2 separate regions of the Bicyclus anynana genome follow, and region 2 is linked to region 1. A link is a contact called in public Hi-C data. All regions are on one chromosome and are shown on one strand. Each heading gives the region's core, a stretch centred on a gene start, on an enhancer-like site or on the middle of the called end of the contact. The rest is flanking DNA. Distances are from core to core; before and after follow the strand shown. Region 1 holds the start of LOC112044003 (TGF-beta-activated kinase 1 and MAP3K7-binding protein 1). Region 2 holds the start of LOC112044001 (beta-1,4-galactosyltransferase 7).

What was found. A called contact is a pair of places that touch in the nucleus more often than the background predicts.
Region 2: a contact with region 1 is called in a Hi-C map of whole body, with 3 times the contacts expected there. The contact joins the promoter of LOC112044001 here to the promoter of LOC112044003 in region 1. A contact is called at or near these places in 2 of 2 Hi-C or Micro-C datasets (whole body and whole larva).

The regions. Positions count from the first base shown.
Region 1 is chr24:1,552,100-1,556,637 of ilBicAnyn1.1, forward strand. It overlaps LOC112044003 (TGF-beta-activated kinase 1 and MAP3K7-binding protein 1), which reads right to left and starts at 1,822. Exons shown (of 6, transcript XM_024079718.2): 1 at 1,541-1,822; 2 at 1,000-1,134; 3 at 155-266. The coding sequence starts at 1,677. It overlaps LOC112044002 (transcription factor BTF3 homolog 4-like), which reads right to left and starts at 4,408. Exons shown (of 1, transcript XM_024079717.2): 1 at 3,018-4,408. The coding sequence starts at 4,233. The coding sequence ends at 3,694.
Region 2 is chr24:1,776,917-1,781,337 of ilBicAnyn1.1, forward strand. LOC112044001 (beta-1,4-galactosyltransferase 7) reads left to right here and starts at 2,340. Exons shown (of 3, transcript XM_024079716.2): 1 at 2,340-2,601; 2 at 3,176-3,707; 3 at 4,241-4,421. The coding sequence starts at 2,484.

The DNA of each region.
Region 1 (4,538 bases), core at 572-3,071:
ATTAGAAAATAATAATACTTAGTAAGTATAGTCATACAGTATAGATGGAAGGCTCATATAGGTTTTTTTTATTCTCTCATTTATTTATTTCTCCTTTTTTTTTTAATTTTTAACAATGTCAATATAAATTTAAAAAAAGAAGGTTGATTATTACCTGTGCAGTATGTGTGTTTAGCAGTTGCAACCTGTACTGCAGGCTCGTCCTCTCAGCTATCATGCCGTCATAGTTCTCTATGTATGCCTTCTCTACAGAGATAAATGCATTTCTGTAACATGTTATACAACATATTTTTATTGTAAATAAAAAATAAAGCATTGTAGCTATTATACAAATAGTGTATTTTTTAAATGCATTTAATTATATTTCAAGAAATAAAAGTGTAAATAATAAATGAGATTTATTATAAAATAAGCTAACTACAGTCTGTTCCAAGCACAGGCGAAAATTTTATCAACAACACAAAGTACTATAGTAGCATTGATAAAAAACGATAATCTAATAATAACAATATAATTTTTACTTTTGCAAGAATTAAAATCATATTAATGATATTTATCTACTTCACTTACTTATTAATTTAAACCCTAATGTATGATATAATTAAGAAATCATAATAAAAGGTTGAGCACTCCTATGATATCCTCAAAGGCGAATGACCAAATTTTTGCCTGCTCTAGGAAGAGTAAAAAATTATTAAAATCTGATGACAAAACATAAAGAACAATCAGTAAGTAATCATATTTATTTTGTATTATTTTGATGTAATCTGAGATGGAAGTGGGCTAACTTGTTAGGAGGATGAAAATCCACAACCCTATCGGTTTCTACACAACATCATACCGGAAGGCTAAATCGCTTGGCGGTAGGGTGGTAACTAGCCACGGCCGAAGCCAAAAGGTCAAAAGGTAGCTGGCAGTTGCATTTCTCTTTGCTTCTTGCTAAGTTTACTTACCTTGAATTAATTTTACAGCTGAATCAACAGAAAATATATCACATACCTCAATCTCTCTCTAACCTCTTCATCTGTGTTATTAATGGAAGGTGGAGGAAAGAGTAGCTCAGCCGCCATCCTCTGCATGATAAACCTGGCTGCCTCCAGCCCATTATGAGGTTCAAACACACCATATAGACAACTGAAAACATAAACCATAGAGTTACTAAGATAGTAGGAGTGGTAACTAGCCACGGCAAAAGCCAGCCAGCCAGACCGGCACCAATTAAAAAAAATCTGCTCGACCGGGGATCGAACCCAGGACCTCCGTCTTGTAAATCTGCTGCGCATACCACTGTGCCGCAGTAAAAATGTTGAGCCCAGAGTTTGAAAGTTGGTGTTACACCAACGGAGAATACTTTAAGCCATTGGTGCCTGTCATTATCACTACTATCTTAAAGAGAACGTTAGTATAACCCGCAATAGACTATATTAGAGCTATATTAGACTATATAGAGCAGCGTATAAGCTCCGTATCTCACCTTTATGGAAGGCCTGGCATGGCCTTGAAGTGGGCCATTAAAAAGGCGGATAGTGATGATACTCACGCATTATCTTCTGTCTGGCAGTAAAAGCACAGATAGTCGTCATTAGCACTGTTCGTCCCGTCTAAAGGAGAGAAATACGAGGCGACGCAGGTGTTCCGACATTTTGGCAAATCGTCCGTCCACGGCCTAGCGATCATTGTTATTTTCGACGGAGAATACAAGCTAAATTAACTCTATAACAAATAAGCACTGTCTTATAATGTAATACTAATATAAATTAGAAAATAACACATAAAATAAGACGAATTATCAAAATAAATATCACACTCCACAGACTAAATCAAGGACTAAATCTGTCAATTTTTTAACTGTATTGACATTGACATTTAGGACGTTTTGTTTCTGCTCTCAAAATTTTTTTTTTTTATTGATGATCATCGGTCTAAAATATTATTGTACTATTTTGTACTTTGTTTCGATTAATGAGTATGAATAGCAAAACCTCCATACAGAATAATGTGATGCAATCTATAAAAGCAATAATTATTTGTACCTTGATACCAAAATATACTTCTGCCTTCTAGTTCTACTTACTACTTACAAGTACATACCTACGGTATTACGGTCATTGTGAAAGTGTGTGTATGTTACTGTTACCTTTTTACACAAAAACTACTTACTGAACGGATTTTGATGAAATTTGGTACAGAAATTCAGGAAAACACGGACAGTTCGTGCGCATGGTGCAGGTGACAGTTGCTTATATGCAATGACATTCTGTATGACGTTCATATTACATACCTACTATTGTCGTGAATCACGGAGAACTTTCAACAGTGAAACAATTAACGAACTGTCATACCGTACCATGCTACAGCGCACGAATTTTAGGTGTGCTACTTTTTATCTATACTAACAATGATGATTGTCATCGTATACCGAATACACTGAATTTCATTGTTGAAAACTCCTAAATCAATCGGCATAAGTTATTAGAATCATTGTGATGAAACCAGGGTGATTTGCCAAATATGAAGTTTATGATATCAGAACCAAGGTTCATTGCAGTAGGTATTTTATAAATTCTGCATTGCAGTGATATCAAGTGATACTTGTACTTGTATGGTTAACCACAAATTATCTGTAGGTACATGTTTAGATACCATATTAATAGTTTTACAGTTTTAAAATGTGGGTGGCATAACCAAATACACTCAGCTGTCTACCTACCTACTAAGTATAAAATTATTTATAGACTAAAGCGTTGAATGAATTCAGAAAGGTCAGAGGTCAATCTTACACAGTACCTGTGACCATACAAAGAAACGCTTGAACAAGCGACTATGATTCATTTATCTGATGAGAATTTAGTAGTGAATATCATCAATTTAGAGCCGGCATGGATGATAGCACTCAAACAACCAAACATGCACTAAGTTTAGATCTTTATAATATTACACAGACATGATTGCTTTGTGGATAAGGGTTCAACAGATTGGCATTTGGAATTTTATTCAAAGAAAAAATAAAACAAATATCTCTGACAAAAGTTTATGTCATGTCAATTCATAACAAACTCGGCCGTTTTACATTTTACAATTTTTTTTTGTATTATACAATATCAGCTCCTTTAACTATAGAGCCATCTGTGACTAACTTTCGTTTTAAACCTAAATTTTTGTATGAAATGAGAAAGCAAATCTGAAAGGAATATTAGAAAATACTTTTTTTTTTTACAAAATTCCATATCATTATTGGTGTGCAACACCATTCTAAACATATAATATTATTATTATAAACCAGTGCGCTGATTTTAACACATAAAATGCTATATTATGATAACATAGTGAATCTATACCGCCAATATCTTAACAACAGATATACTAAAGTACTTATCTATGCCCTATAACATTAGACTTAGATATTTCCCCATTATGCTGGTTTAATAACTATTTTGTTAGTGGATTGCATAAAAAGCAGTCATCGGGTTTGGCTGTATACAAGGATTTCCAAAGACTAAAAGTATTCTTTTTTTAAAAAAGTGTCCCTCACTGGCACCATCACTGATTAAAACAGAACAGTTCACAATTCAAATAAGGAACACAAAAATGAAAGTAATCTATGATTTGAGACACACCTCTTCGCCTTTGGAAACCCTAAATCACCTTGGGTGAGCAAAATTAAAAAACTAAAACATTATATGGAAGGTTAATTTAATCTGTCTTCTTATCTGCAGCTTTGGTTTCTGTCTCAGGCGTTTTCTCCTTCTCCTTTTCCTTTTCAGTTTCCTTCTCCTCTGTAATCACTTCCTTGGCCTCCTGTTTTGAAGCCTCATCGAAGTTCCCGACTAGGTTAGGTACTTCGTCATCCTCGTCGAGCGGTTTAGGCGGCGCTACACTTGACGCGATTTTCTTTAATTGGTTTAAACCCTCGGGCCCCAGCTGGCTCAGAATACCTGGAAGCATCTCAGCGATCTGCTTGTTCTCTCCATGACCGGTTATAGCGAATGTGTTCGCCGCGAGTGATGCCTGGGCCTTAGGATTATTGAAATGTATTACTGTGCCGTCGTCTTTTATCATATTCACCTCTTCGATCCCCGGTATAGTGTTTACTGATAGCTTTTTGAGGGAAGACTGCAGTTTCTTGTCATCTGTGGCCGCGGTCGCGTGGACGACCTTCTTCTTGCGCCTCGGAGTCCCCTTGCCGCCTATGCGGACTTGAGACTGTAACTTCTTCAGCTTTTCGGTGTTCATTCTTCTATTTCAACACGTAACACTTGTCGGCAAAACTGCGACGCACTTTTTAGTGTTGTTTATGTATTGATTTCAGTCGCGAACACGCAAGTTTCCCATGTAACTTGATCGTACGCACGTGTTTTGGACACCGGTTAGTTACAAAGGGAAAATGGTGGATTTGCGACAGGGCAAGTTATTTCTGAATTTTGACGTCGTGCGATTGGCAGTATTGAGGAAAATTCGTTTCGTTCCACGAAATTTTTTATGAGATTTTGTTTTATTTCTAATTATGGTTTCATTAAAATAGACAAATAATACATAAA
Region 2 (4,421 bases), core at 1,090-3,589, 230 kb after region 1:
AGATATAGGTTAGAAAGTAACAGCCACCGACCACAAGTGTCGACCACCCGGCCACAAGTCGCTGTCGCGCGCTTCAGCTACTTTTGTGGCCCCTTCTTGCTTCTTGTAGCGGTATTTGTGACTATCGCGGTGGCGTTTTGTGTCGGCGTTTAGTGGCCGGTGCGGGCCACAAGAAGCGAGCAGCGAAGATTGTAGCATGTGGCGGCCTCCTGCGTCAACTGTGTGCGGTGAGTCATATAAAATGTATGAAACTACAGGAAATATGCCGGTAGCGGTGTTTTGTGGTTGAGGCCGGTGGCCCGTGTGCGAGAGTCCTAAACTTAGCTAATCTAAACAATGCTATTTCTACCCTATTTATAATTCAAAACAAATATAATTAACAGCTATTATACGTTTGCGTTTATAAAATGGTCTTAATAAGTAAAGTAGATTTTAACTCATAGCGCATAAATTATATTTATCGAGTTTAAAAAAAGAACGACTTGGTAATTACACGGTGTGTTATGTTGTGGCTGAATGCGGTTGAACCTTTGCCTCTAGTGTTTAACTACATTTATTAAAATTAAAAAAATAAAGTTATGTTTTTTTTTTCTTATTAGATGCCATGCATACATACGTACAAGTAATTTCATACTTGCATATTAATCCGCATACTTAGCCGATCTACCTCTGTCTGATTTCCGTAAAATGTAATTTGGTAATTTCCTTAGCTTCAAAATTTATCGGACTTTTGACTTATTATCGATTTTTTTTTATATATATTTTATTTTTGTAGACAGTTGCTCGGCGCTCAGGCCGCCATGATTGTAATATGTGACACGACGACATTCTATAAAATCAACAATCACCTATGTATTTTCATTATGACCTGAAAAAAAAATATTTCTTGTCTGTCTAATTTACCTACAGATTGAAAATTCTTTGTTGAAAAAGCTGAAAGTTTAGTTTCATTCTACCCATACATATATTCAAACCTATTCATCATCCCCATTGTGGTTTTGTTAAAAACCGGCCACTCAGAGATTGCGTTTCAGACAGGTCGTGATCGAATGGGACAAACATATTCAATTGTATTTTGCCTCATCACTACAAAGACAAACAGTTGGCATAACATAGTGAGTGACGCCAGTTCGAAGTTATATCGCCCATCTCTGTTGCGGCTAGACTTTAATGTGGCAAGCTTCAAGGGTCCGGACTTCAGACCCTCGTCTGTCTAGTATTAAATATTTTTAAAGCCTCAATAGCTCAGTGTTTAAGGGGCCGGACTCATCATCGAGGGGTTCGATCCCCGCCCGCGGATCTATTGTCGTACCCACCCCTAAAAGTTTTTCCGACTAGGTACTTGAAGGAGAACGGGAATATTGGTCATACTTATTTAAAAATATAACAAATAAATATTCTTTAAAAAAAAAAAGAAGTTTAAATCGTAATTTTTTTAGGTAATAAAAAAATATGATCACAAATTATGTCCCCAGTCACCAAAGTTCGTGGTAACCCTGCGCTAGAATACCCTATAGTAAGATTGTTTTGCGAAGGCAAAGCACCTTTATGAAAAGACTTGTAGAATATAATACCTACCTATAGGAATAGCTCTAAGAACTTTTTTCCGCCAAATTCATGATCTCGACACATTTATTACGTGGTAATAAGCACGCTGGGTAGAAAGACATAAATCCTTTTCAAACACAATCTTTGCCGTGTTAGTCGTGCTATTAGCTAAATTTGTTTGAATTGCTAATGTAAGTGAATAGGCGCTAAACACGCGACGCCATTTTTAATTTTTTTTTTTTTCATTTAAATATATGAACTCTCAACTGCACTTATCGTATTTTTTCAAACCACAACTGCATCTACTTTTAGGGGTCTACTGATTCATTATTTCATCGGTCAAATTAGCTTAAGCTGCTTAACTAAAGGCCTGGGTTTAAGTCCTCGATCGGGTTAAAAAACATTAAAAAATTCTTATTTGTCGAAGAGCACGATAGATCAATATTTCTTTAGCCGTTAGGCCTAGTTCGGACTACTTTAGTATTTTAGCCGAGTATGAATAGTTTTTGTATTTACCGCCCAAAAATCGGTTGTACTCGACTAAAATACTAAAAACTACTAAACTTTCAGCAGTGTGTGATGGATGTTTTCAAATTCTATAAACGTGTTGAGATTTAATTATATTTTACCATTTCTACCTTTTTTACCCTTCAGAGAGAAAGTTATTTTGATCGAAGTCTCAAATCTCAAAAAGCTAGATCTCAGAGTCCAAAGCCAGATATAAAAAAAGAAGTGTCAAGTGTCAATGTCAAGTGACAGCAGCAGTTAGCTGACGTCTTCGTTTGTTATCTGTGGACGTCGATGTCATTTTGATGTCAATAAAATGCGAATTTTTATGTTTTTTTATTCAGTTTTAATTAAATCGAAACTATGTAGATTTCTATATTAAGAAAACTATGTAAATAACTGCAAAATACTCGTGAGAGATTCAATTAATGTACAGAAGTGTTACTTTAATGGGTTACCGAGTTACCGGTTCGAAATGTCTCACCGTTTGCCTCGGTTTAACTTTTGTAATGGGTTGCTTCTTGGCCTCTCTCCCTATTTCTACAGGTAAGTTTCAAGATATATAACGATCTAAATATCCGTCTCACAAACTTCCTTATAAAACACAAAAAACTTGTTTAAACTAAAAACACTGAAGTGAATTTTAGACGGAAAATTAGTATAGTTGATTATGATTTTAAAGCTTAATTAATTAATATAGCATCATGACAATTTGTCAGCAGTAGCTACATAAAATAACGTAGAGTACTTTACATCCTAAAAAACAAAATAGATACTTATTAATAAAATAAAATACTTACCAAATACATTTTTTACTTATAAACTCTAATCTTATCTTTTAATTTTAAAATACAAATTAATATTGTTTAGATAATAACTGACATATTTATCAGATTGATACTTGTAAATAAAGAGTTGAATAAAATGGTTTAAAACTATAAAAATAGTTTTCAAATACAAAACAGTTTTTACATTTTGTATTTACATACAAATGTTGGAAGAGTTTTTGTTCCACTCAATTCCTACATTATCCCTGATGACATTTATTTTTAATTTTTTTTTTTAAATAGGCAATAATAATTTACAAGCTTGCTTTTAATCAACCAATCAATAATTACAGAACAGAAGACCCGCCAAATATCAACGACACATAGCAAAAAGAAACTCGCCATTCTAGTACCGTTCAGAGACAGATTCGAAGAACTCCTGGAATTTGTCCCTCACATGCACCAGTTCCTAACAAAACAGAACATACCGTACCACATATTTATCATCCAACAGAAAGATAGCAACAGATTCAACCGTGCCTCGCTTATAAACGTCGGATTCTTGTATACTAAGAAGAATTATGATTATATAGCAATGCATGACGTTGACTTACTGCCCATGAACAATGATTTAAAGTATGACTATCCATTGGGCTGTGTCTTCCATATTTCGTCACCGCAGACCCATCCAAAGTATCACTATGATACGTTCATCGGTGGTATATTACTTATAAGGAGAGAGGACTTCGAACTTGTGGACGGTATGTCAAATAATTATTGGGGATGGGGTCTGGAGGATGATGAGTTTTATGTTAGATTAAAAGATGCAGGACTGAAAGTAAAAAGACCAGATAATATTTCAACTGGACCTGAGAATACTTTCAAGTAAGTGCACTTTGAGTATCTTGTAAATTTTGATGGTGAATCCATGGAATGCTATTTGTCTCTTGTAAAGACACAAGTCTTGTAATTAAAAAGTCAATAGCAATTGATATGTAAGGAGTCCTTATCTCCTATAAGGAGAGGCCCTGCAATGGGACATTAGTACAGGCTGATAATGAAGGAGTCCTTAGGTTATTTTCAGGTGAGTTCTACATCTCATTTGCACTAAAATGGCGTGCCTTGCTAAATTATTAAATGATGATCTTAATGCCTTTCAAATTACTCTCACACAGTAACTTAGTACGAAGACTTTCCCCCCATCATACTAAGTTACTCTGATTTGTTAGTTGGATGCAAGGTGCTCCTGAATAGGGTAGGGGAATCTTTACTCACATGATCATCATCATGATAGAGTACTTAAAATGATACATGAAGCTATAAGCCTTTCAGTAGCTAGAGCTCAAAAAGAATTAACTTCCTCAAAGCAGGCTCAATAGCAAATTTGTCTAGTAAGCCCTATTTTTCTTATTTTCCAGGCACATACACGACAAAACGTACCGCAAACGTGACATGCGCAAGTGCTTCAACCAGCGAGAGGTGACACGCCGTCGGGACAGGGTGACAGGCCTGCATGACGTCAACTACACCATACACAGCACCCACAACGTCACCATAGACTCTCTGCCCGTGACGGTGCTCAACGTGGAGCTGGTGTGT